Linked DNA regions of Ovis aries: region 1 is linked to region 2. Evidence: chromatin contacts called from public Hi-C data. All regions are on one chromosome and are shown on one strand. The core of a region is the stretch at or near the end of the contact, and the rest is flanking DNA. Distances in the headings are between cores, read along the strand shown.

What was found. Hi-C and Micro-C count contacts between places; a contact is called where the count stands out from the background.
Region 1: a contact with region 2 is called in a Hi-C map of liver, with 3 times the contacts expected there. The contact joins the promoter of CD2AP here to the enhancer-like site in region 2. A contact is called at or near these places in 2 of 16 Hi-C or Micro-C datasets (liver and skin fibroblasts).

What each region holds. Positions count from the first base shown.
Region 1 is chr20:20,534,497-20,539,831 of ARS-UI_Ramb_v3.0, reverse strand. CD2AP (CD2 associated protein) reads right to left here and starts at 2,257. Exons shown (of 18, transcript XM_060403681.1): 1 at 1,583-2,257. The coding sequence starts at 1,847.
Region 2 is chr20:20,483,257-20,488,732 of ARS-UI_Ramb_v3.0, reverse strand. No RefSeq gene overlaps it. Among named protein-coding and RNA genes, the nearest start is that of CD2AP, 52 kb to the left of the region's middle. Within about 2 kb of position 2,057, at least 1 of the 54 cell types and tissues checked has an H3K27ac peak or open chromatin away from gene starts, as enhancers often do. A contact at or near this core is called in liver, where this site is marked.

The DNA of each region.
Region 1 (5,335 bases), core at 1,008-3,507, 51 kb before region 2:
AAGCAGAACACAGCAAAGTCACTGAGTGAAGGCCTCTGGACAACCAAAATAGACACTCCAAAGTGCAAGGATGGACACTCACTATTCTCAAAAGATCTCACACACTAAACAAGGGTCAACTCATTTTTTCCCTTCGCAGAATTACAAATTTGATTTCCGTAGGAAAAAAATGGTGTAGAAAAACTGGTGGAGATGGTGAAGGGGGACAATGATCACAGTAATAAGCACAGCCAACAGCAAAGCACGAAAAATACTTACTAACTCCAAAATGCAAAGAAATCTGATCAGGAGTCCTATATACAATCCAACAGATAGATACTCAACAAACCACAGTAACTGAAGGTCACAAATGATGACCTTAGGTCATCAAAAGATTTAATTATATTCACATCCTACTTAAAACAGAAAAGAATTACACATTTAATTTTAGTATGATCTGCACTCAAAGTGGTTTTATAATTTGAAGCTTAAAGGATAAACCCTTAATTACCCAGTAAGCGCAACTAATCAATTAGAAATTCACTGGAAAGTCCCAAGTAACAAAGGTTTTACTGTTTCTAAGTTTAACAGCCCTTTGTGCACAAAAGTTACCTGAAAGCAAAAGGGAGGCATTATAAAAGTATAAAGTCTAGGAAAACACATAAGAGCTACTGCAACTGTCTATAAACACTATGCTTAAAGCATTTCCCACAAGACAATGTGTGGGCAGTAGGTGCCACATCAGCAGTCCTGTGTTTGTCCTGCTTCTAAATCATTTGTTAGTCTCATGAATTATTAATTTCAGTTAATAGTTTGTTGAGATGAAGCAGTACCAACTCCTTCCTGAACTGCAAAAAGTGAGAGCGTCCTTCTGACTACAGAACCAACGCTGGGATCACTCTTACAGAGCATGCATATGCCTTATGGTGACACAGCTTGATTTTTTTTAAAGTTCTCTTTTAAACTGCTATTTCATTTTCAAAGGATTGCGGGAGATAGCGCCTAGCCCACATCGAACTTTTGTTATCAAAATAATTGTTACACTACTCAACAAAACTCCCTTTCACACCAGACTGCAACACATTCCTTCTCTAGCTCCAAACAAAACTTTAAAGCACACTGTAAATAACATATAAGGCCTTGTACTTTTCTCCCCTTCTAGCGAGGAAGTCTAACTCCAAACAGGAAACTGCTTCTCAAAGGGTTCAACGCAGAAATCCTACTAAACTCCAATCCAGTTCTCAGGAAGAGATTTAATATTTAAGTACCAACACACTTGCCTGGGTAGAAACGGAGCAAATACTCAAGCTTTCCTGCCCTTGAGATACCCCTTGAAAGTTTCAGGCTTGGGGGGGGGGGGGGGGGGACGGGGGTAGAATGCCTTTTCTAACTAACCAAAAAAGTGCTTTAAAAGGCCAATCTCTAAAAAGGTTCGCAGAAGATAGAGAAGTTGAAAGTGCTACGCGATCAAGTTTTTCGATCATCCTTCCCCCATCCCACCAGGATCTGGGACCAAAGGGGCTGGGTAAGGAGGGAAGTTCGGTGCTGAGTGGAGCTGGGCGGGGGGCGAAGTGATCGGACCGCCCCCCACCCATCCCCTCACCTTTCCCGAGACCAGGAAAAGAGGTGGCAGAAAAGCACGAGCCGGGAAAAGCACCCTGGGGCCCCGCAACCAGCTCCTCCGCGAGATGAGCCAGGTGGAAGGCAGAGCGAGAGGGGACACAGGGAGCGGGCCGTCTGGCAGCGCAGGGACCGACCCCCACCCCCACTCCCGACCCCTCCCCGCCGAAATCGAGAAAGGGAGCCGCCTCCCCGAATCCGGAAGGTCGGAGCGGATGGCGAGGAGCGCACTCGAGTCCCTTACCCATGCTGGGGGCTCCGGCGGGGAGCAGCCCGGCGCCCGCTGCTCCTCCTCCTCCCGCTGCTCGCGCGGCCGCTCCGGCGGCAGGAGGCGGGCCCTCCCCTCGGCTCTAGCCCGGCTGAGCTCAGGCGGGACAAGCAGGAGCCGCCATCCGCCCGCGGCGCGCCCCGGCCAGTGCGGTCCCCACGGCCCGCAAGGAACAGGCGGAGGCTGCGGCTCCTCACTCGTGGCGGCCGGAGGGCCCTCCCCCGCCCGCCCAGCCGGCGGTTTTCCCACCCCCGGTCACTCCTGCCACGGGGCGGGACCTGCTGGTTCGTCCTGGCCGTCGGCTACAACGCAGAGCGCCAGCCCAGCCCCGGAGCCCGCCCCTGGCAGCTCCGTCGGCGCCCGTCGTCCTCGAACGCGACGCCAAAAAGTGAGGTGGAGACCGGGACAGAGGCCGGGAAGGTGCCGGGAGCAGGGCCGGGAGGAGGAAAATCTCGCGAGAATCCCCAGGCCGCCCTGCCCCGCCCCCGTGCGTTCAGACTCACCGCCGGGCTGGGGCTGCTGCCAGGTGCGGTGACGTCACGGCCGGGGCTCTCACGCCGCCCGCGTCCAGGTGCGCAGAGCGGATGAGGGAGACAGGCGGCGGAGCTGCGGTCACTTCTCTGCCTTGAGGTTCGAAGCAGCTGGGACGGGAGTTTTGTGTGGTTTGTCGCCTCCGATGGATTCAAAAAGGTTTTGCTGATTGGCAAAGTGAGCCTGGGCTGCCCCACTTTGCACTGTATTTTTCTTTTTTTTTTTTGCAGTACGGCAGGCTTCGGGGGACCTGAAAGAGACCGCGAAAGAGACGTGCAAAAGTACAGAGAAAGAGAGAACCCACTTTCTTTCGACCTTTAGAGACCCAGCTGCAAACAGGACCTGCGGTTTGCCTTGCAAAGTTCTGTATGAATTAGAAGCATTTCTTCATCGAAAAAAAAAAATAGTAGGCACAGAATAAATTCTTTTACAGGATTCAATTAGTGGGTTCCTTTAGTTTCTGTTTGCTGAAGGCAACTTTCTAAATACACTTTTCTGTTTTGAAAATATAAATTGCTACCTGATGGGGAGCAGGGCGGGATAGTCATAATTTGAAATATTGGCTGGTTTTTTTTTTTTCTAGCCGCAATATGAAGAAGAGCATAGGACTTATTGTAATCAGACGTTAAAACGGAGTACAACCCTATGGCCCTTGCCCCCCACCCCGAACCCCGGAAACCATGTCCTCTGCCTACCTTTTGTCTGGGGAAAACTTTAGTCAAAGAATAAGTTTAATCAGAGAAGTGAGAAACCCAGAAACAAAACCGCCAAAGGAGACTGAATAATGTAGTTATTAGGCATAGTCAAGGACCTTTAATTCTTCCTCAAGAGCTATAGATAATATTTTGAGCTATATTCTGTGAGCCATGTTATAGATACTAGAACGTCAGGCGGAGAAGTGAATTGCATGATAACCAGAATATGTATATATATATATACACAATCAGCCAACTTTTTTCTCCTACTATTGAAGCAAACCCAATCCTCAGACAGCAACATTTGTTGAATGCCAACTCTTGTCTAGTGACTTTTAAAACAGTTGTGTTATTTTAAGTCTCACAATCATCCGGGCAAACCTGGTTTTCTGAAACTCAGCACAGCCATTCATTTTGTATGGGACTTTGGTTAAATTAACCTTACTGGGTTTCAGTTTCTTGAGTCTGTTGAAGGAAATCTTTACAGTGCAAAGCACAGTGTCTGGCTGATAGTGGCAACCTTGTAAATATCCATTTCCACTTATCTCCTATATGCCTGCATTTGACATCCTTTAATCTTTTACTTCTAAAAAGATTGCACAGCATGCCTTTAGAACAAAAAGTGTCAGTTACGGCCAGAGACCAATAAGGAAATAAGGAAAAAAGAAAAAAAATTAATAAGCATGCCTAAAAAAGATGTACATATTGGTTGTATAGTATTGAAACCGTGAAACAGTGTGACTTTCTTCAATCAACAAATATTTATTGAGTATTATGTTCACCCTCCCCTTGCAAGCAAACAAATAAATAAACCAAAAAACCTGAAGTCCAGCCCTTATCCTCAAAGATTTGCAGTGTAACCAGGAAGAGACATGAACAAATAGTTGACAGTATGAGGTGTGTGTGTGTAGCTATGGGCAAGGCAAGCTTCCCAGGTGGCTCAGGGGTAAAGAATCTGCCTGCAATGCGGGAGAGGTGGATTCAGTTCCTGGGTTGGGAAGATCCCCTGGAGAAGGAAATGGTAACCCAATACAGTATTCTTGCCTGGGAAATCCCATTGACAAAGGAGCCTAGCAGGTTACAGATCATGGGGTCTCAAAAGAATCTAACACTAAGTAACAATAAAGGCGAGCTTCAGGAGGAGGGTGTAAATTGAGCTAAGGCTTGGAGGATGGCAGTAATTACAACCTGAAGGAGTCCTAGAAGTAAGAGGTGAAAGTGGAAATGCAAGGGAAATATCCTGAAATCTGTCTGATTCCTTCAAGCCATAAGAAGTTCGGTTCAGTTCTGTTGCTCAGTCATGTCCGACTCTGCGACCCCACAGACTGTAGCACACCAGGCCTCCCTGTCCATCACCAACTCCCTGAGTATAGTCAGACTCATGTCCATTGAGTCAGTGATGCCATCCAACCATCTCATCCTCTGTCGTCCCCTTCTCCTCCTGCCTTCAATCTTTCACAGCATCAAGGACTTTTCCAGTGAGTCAGTTCTTCGCATCAGGAGGCCAGAGTATTGGAGTTTCAGTTTCAGCATCAGTCCATCCAATGAATATTCAGGACTGATTTCCTTTAGAATGGACTGGTTGGACCTCCTTGCAGTGCAAGGGACTCTCAAGAGTCTTCTCCAACACCACAGTTCAAAAGCATCAATTCTTCGGCGTTCAGCTTTCTTTATAGTACAACTCTCACATCCATACATGACTACTGGAAAAACCATAGCTTTGACAAGATGGAACTTTTTTGGCAAAGCAATGTTTTGGTTTTTTAATATGCTATCTAGGTTGATCATAACTTTTCTTCCAAGGAGTAAGCGTCTTTTAATTTCATGGCTGCAATCACCATCTGCAGTGATTTTGGAGCCCAAAAAAATATAGTCTGTCACTGTTTCCACTGTTTCCCCATCTATTTGCCATGAAGTGATGAGACCAGATGCCATGATCTTAGTTTTCTGAATTTTGAGTGTTATGCAACCTATAAGAAAGCAAACCATTTAAACTTTGAATGAAGGAGGCTGATGAGAGGCAAAAGAGGACTCATACAAGGAAACAAAGAAAAATATATTATAGGAAGAGAACTAAATACCTTAGTCTCCAGGATCCTAGATATTTTAAGAAGAAAGACCAATGAATAGAAATGAAGAGAGGGTCAGGAAAACAGAAGGAGCGGAAAAAAGAACACTGGATTTGACAATAAGTTTACCTTTGAAACTGTAACTTAAGAATATACGTAACAGAATACGTAAT
Region 2 (5,476 bases), core at 808-3,307:
ACAACCCAGATAATCATGATGATGTGATCACTAATCTAGAGCCAGACATCTTGGAAAGTGAAGTCAAGTGGGCCTTAGAAAGCATCACTACGAACAAAGCTAGTGGAGGTGATGGAATTCCAGTTGAGCTGTTTCAAATCCTGAAAGATGATGTTGTGAAAGTGCTGCACTCAATATGCCAGCAAATTGGAAAACTCAGCAGTGGCCACAGGACTGGAAAAGGTCAGTTTTCATTCCAATCCCAAAGAAAGGCAATGCAAAAGAATGGTCAAACTACCACACAATTGCACTCATCTCACATGCTGGTAAAGTAATGCTCAAAATTCTCCAAGCCAGGCTTCAGCAATATGTGACCTGTGAACTCCCTGATGTTCAAGCTGGTTTTAGAAAAGGCAGAGGAACCAGAGATCAAACTGCCAACATCTGCTGGATCATGGAAAAAGCAAGAGAGTTCCAGAAAAACATCTATTTCTGCTTTATTGACTATGCCAAAGCCTTTGACTGAGTGGATCACGATAAACTGTGGAAAATTCTGAAAGAGATGGGAATACCAGACCACCTGAACTGCCTCTTGAGAAATCTGTATGCAGGTCAGGAAGCAACAGTTAGAACTGGACATGGAACAACAGACTGGTTCGAAATAGGAAAAGGAGTACGTCGAGGCTGTACATTGTCACCCTGCTTATTTAACTTCTATGCAGAGTATATCATGAGAAACGCTGGACTGGAAGAAACACAAGCTGGAATCAAGATTGCCAGGAGAAATATCAATAACCTCAGATATGCAGATGACACCATCCTTATGGCAGAAAGTGAAGAGGAACTCAAAGGCCTCTTGATGAAAGTGAAAGAGGAGAGTGAAAAAGTTGGCTTAAAGCTCAACATTCAGAAAACAAAGATCATGGCATCTGGTCCCATCACTTCATGGGAAATAGATGGGGAAACAGTGGAAACAGTGTCAGACTTTATTTTGGGGGGCTCCAAAATCACTGCAGATGGTGACTGCAGCCATGAAATTAAAAGACACTCCTTGGAAGAAAAGTTATGACCAACCTAGATAGCATACTAAAAAGCAGAGACATTACTTTGCTGACTAAGGTCCATCTAGTCAAGGCTATGGTTTTTCCTGTGGTCATGTATGGATGTGAGAGTTGGACTGTGAAGAAGGCTGAGAGCCGAAGTTTTGATGCTTTTGCACTGTGGTGTTGGAGAAGACTCTTGATTCCCTTGGACTGCAAGGAGATCCAACCAGTCCATTCTGAAGGAGATCAGCCCTGGGATTTCTTTGAAAGGAATGATGCTAGAGCTGAAACTCTAGTACTTTGGATACCTCATGAGAAGATTTGACTCACTGGAAAAGACTCTGATGCTGGGAGGGATTGGGGGCAGGAGGAGAAGGGGACGACCGAGGATGAGATGGCTGGATGGCATCACAGACTTGATGGACATGAGTCTGAGTGAACTCCGGGAGATGGTGATGGACAGGGAGGCCTGGTGTGCTGCGATTCATGGGGTCGCAAAGAGTTGGACATGACTGAGCAACTGAACTGAACTGAACTGAACATACAAAACACAAAGGAGAAAGAGGAAGGCTGGAGGCTGGAGATCCTGTTTGTTTTCTCAGCATGCTGATAAAATATTTGCCAAGATCTAAAGCAGGAGATATTGAAGTTGAATTTCTCTGTAGAAAGTTTAGAGCCAAATTCAGCTAACAAAATATAAATTTTTGGCATCATTGCTGAACATATCATAAGTGCTGAATCTAATAAATGTGTGTTGGCTTATTATTGACTTTTTGTTTCATTTTGCTGCCTTTCATCAATTTGTTATTAATTTGGGACATGATAACTAATTGTGTAATCATTTGGACTATTTCTTGGGAGAAATGAGGAAAGAAAGCCCAAGTTGTCCAGTTATAGAAAATCAGAATAAATTAAATTTGCTTTTAACTTGTTCTGCCCTGTTTTTCTCCGGCTGTAGTTCTGGGAAGGGAAAGTCAGCGTCATCTGATTGTACATGATGGGGATTTGATATGCTGGTTAATGATTATCCATAGGCGAGGAGGTTTTGCCAGGCTTGTTCAGACGCAAAGCATTTCTGGACAAGCAGCAGGAATAGCCAGAGCCAAAGAGCCTGATAATTGGGGGAAATTCTTCCTTAATTGGTTGTAAGGCATAATAGTACTTAGTGTAGGAAAGACATTTAAAAGGTGAATTGCCACTATGTACCTATCACTTTGTTCATTTCCTTTCCAGGAAACATCACTGTCTAAACTTTAGAGAAGGGAGGAAAGCCAATGTGGGGATACCTCTAGCTAAACCAGAAATATGTGGTTCTGGAAGGTTTTCCCCTACTTAACTATTATTTTTTTTAATGTCATCTCCTCCCTATGACTTGTTGAAATACTAATCTTTTGTAAGGAAACTTCAGGTTTAGAAAACACATTTCAGTATTTCCTATTTTAGCTGAAAGGCAGAGTTTTTTAAAATGATTTTCATTTATTTCTTTAGAAATTTTTTCCTTTAGAATTTTTAAATTATTTAAAATTTTTGACTCCACTGCACAGAATGTGGGATGGTAGTTCCCCAGCCATGGATTGAACCTGTGCCCCCTACAGTGGAAGCATGAATTCCTACCTGCTAAAGTGCCAGAGCAGTCCCCTGGAATTTTTATAAAATCAAACTGTTTTGCTAAAGCTCCAGCCACAAAGTTCTAAACAATTAAATGTGTTTTATAGGGTTTTTTCTTTTTCTTTTTCACAAAACCTAAGAACGATTTGAGGTTTAAAAATAAAATGCCTTGGGACTTCCCTGGTGGGTGAGTGATTAAGATTCCATGATTCCAATGCAGGGGACAGAGTTTTGATGCCTGCTTGGGGAACTAGGATCCCACATGCTGCATGGCTCAGTAAAATAAATAAATTAATTCAGTTCAGTTCATTTCAGTTGCTCAATTGTGTCCGACTCTTTGCGACCCCATGAATCGAAGCACGCCAGGCCTCCCTGTCCATCACCAACTCCTGGAGTTCACTCAAACTCACTTCCATCAGTCGGTGATGCCATCCAGCCATCTCATCCTCTGTCGTCCCCTTTTCCTCCTGCCCCCAATCCCTCCCAGCATTAGAGTCTTTTCCAATGAGTCAATTCTTTGCATGAGGTGGCCGAAGTACTGGAGTTTTAAATTAAATTTATATTAAAACTACACAACTCTTAGAAGAAAACAGAGAAAGGGAATTCTCTGGTGGTTCAGAGGGCTTTCACTGGGGACATGGGTTCAATTCCTGGTCAGGGAGCTAAAATAAGATCCCACATGGTATGCAGTGTGGCCAAAAAAAGGGAAAGGAAACATACAGGAAAAGCTTTCTGACTTTAGATTTGACGATGAGTTCTTGGATATGACACCAAAAGAACAGGGAACAAAAGAAAAATAGGTAAATGAGACTTTATAAGAATGAAAATTATCAAGAGAGTGAAAAGACAACTCAGAGAATGGGAAAAAATATTTATAAACCATATATCTGATAAGGGGCTAATATCCAGAATATGTAAAGAATTCACTCCCAACCACTCAATAACAAAGATACAGATTACCTGACTAAAAAATGAGCAAAGAATTTGAATTTACATTTCTTCAAAGGACTTGAATTTACATTTCTTCAAAGATGATACACAAATGGCCAATAATCACAAGAAAAAGTGCTCAAGATCCCTTATTATTAGAGAAATGCAAATCGAACACACAATTCGATACCACCCCCTGTCCGTTAGGATGGCTATTACAAGCAATGACAATAACAACAGAAAATAGCACGTGTTGACCAGGAGGTAGAAAAACTGGACCCTTGTGTATAGCTGTTGAGAATGCAAAATGGTGCAATCACTGTGGAAAACAGTAAGGTGTTTCCTCAAAAAATTTAAACACAGAATTACCTTACGATCCAGTAGGCATATACCCAAAAGAATCGATAGCAGAGGCTGGAACAGATACCTGTACATGAACATTCATAACATCATTTTTCACAATAGCGGAAAGGTATAAATAAATGTCTATCAGTGGACGCATGGATAAACAAAACAGGGTCTACACATACAATGAGATACCCTTCTGTTTTAAAAAGGGATGAAATTCTGATACATGCTACAACATGGATGAACTCTGAAGACGTTCTGTTAAGTGAAATAAGCCAGATACGAAGAACACATATTGTATAATTCAACTTATACAAGGAACCTAGAACAATTAAATTCATAGAGAAGAAAGTAGAATAGTGTTTATCAAGGACTGGGAAGTATGGGGATGGTGGAAGAGGGAGGAGGCAATGGGGAGTTGTTGACGGGTATAGAGTTTTCAGTTTTGAGATGATAAATAAGAATTCTGGAGGTGGGCGGTGCTAATGGTTGCACAATGATGTAATGCCGCTGAACTGCACACTTTAAAGTGGGTGAAGTGGTAAATTTTGTGTTATGTAAATTTGACCACAATGTTAAGATCCATTTGTTTACATACTCTTAATTTGGATTTCCCTAGAAACAGACAAGGATTTAAGAGGATGTGGTTTATGTGGGATCCCGAATAACACTGCTGAGTGGGGAAGAGAAGCAAGGGAGAGGAAGCACCAAGACAACGTGAATCATTAAACCAGTCACCACTCTGAACAACCGAGACTTGATCCACGCTGGGAACTCGGAATCCAGCAGAGAACAGACCCCAGAGCTAACTCTCTGCAGATGAAGGGAATGGAATATTGCTCCACTAGTCCCCACCAATCATTTTTTTGAAACTAACATCACCGGTTTTCACTTGCATCCTTTTTCTGTTCCAGCATTCAATTTAAGACCCCATATCGCATTTAGTCATCATGTCTCCTTAACCTCTTCTTACCTGTGACAGTTCCTTAGTCTTTCCTTGCTTTTCATAACCTTGAAATATTTGAAGAGTACTTGTAAGTTATTTTGTAGCGTGCTTGCTCAGTCGCTCAGTTATGTCTGACTCTTTGCGACCTCATGGACTGTAACCTGCCAGGCTCCTGTATCTGTGGGATTCTCCAGGCAAGAATCCTGGAGTGGGTTGCCATTTCCTCCTCCATGGGATCTTCGTGACCCAGGGATTGAACCTGTGTCTCCTGCATTGTAAGTGGATTCTTTACCGCTGAACTACCTGGGAAGCCCTATTTTGTAGACTGTCCCTCAGTTTGCATTTCTCTGGTGTTTTCTCAGGTTAGACTGGGATCGTGGCTTTTGGAGAAGAGGTGAGGTGTCCCTCACATCATATCACAGCATGTCCCATCGCAGGGTGCATGATAGCGACATGGCAACACTGGTGATGTTGACCCCAGTGACTTGGTCCAGGTGCTATCTGCAGGTTTCTCCAACACGGTCAAGTTCCCCTTTCCCCCTTCCTATACTGTTTGGAGAAGGCAATGGCAACCCACTCCAGTATTCTTGCCTGGAGAATCCCAGGGACGGGAGAGCCCAGT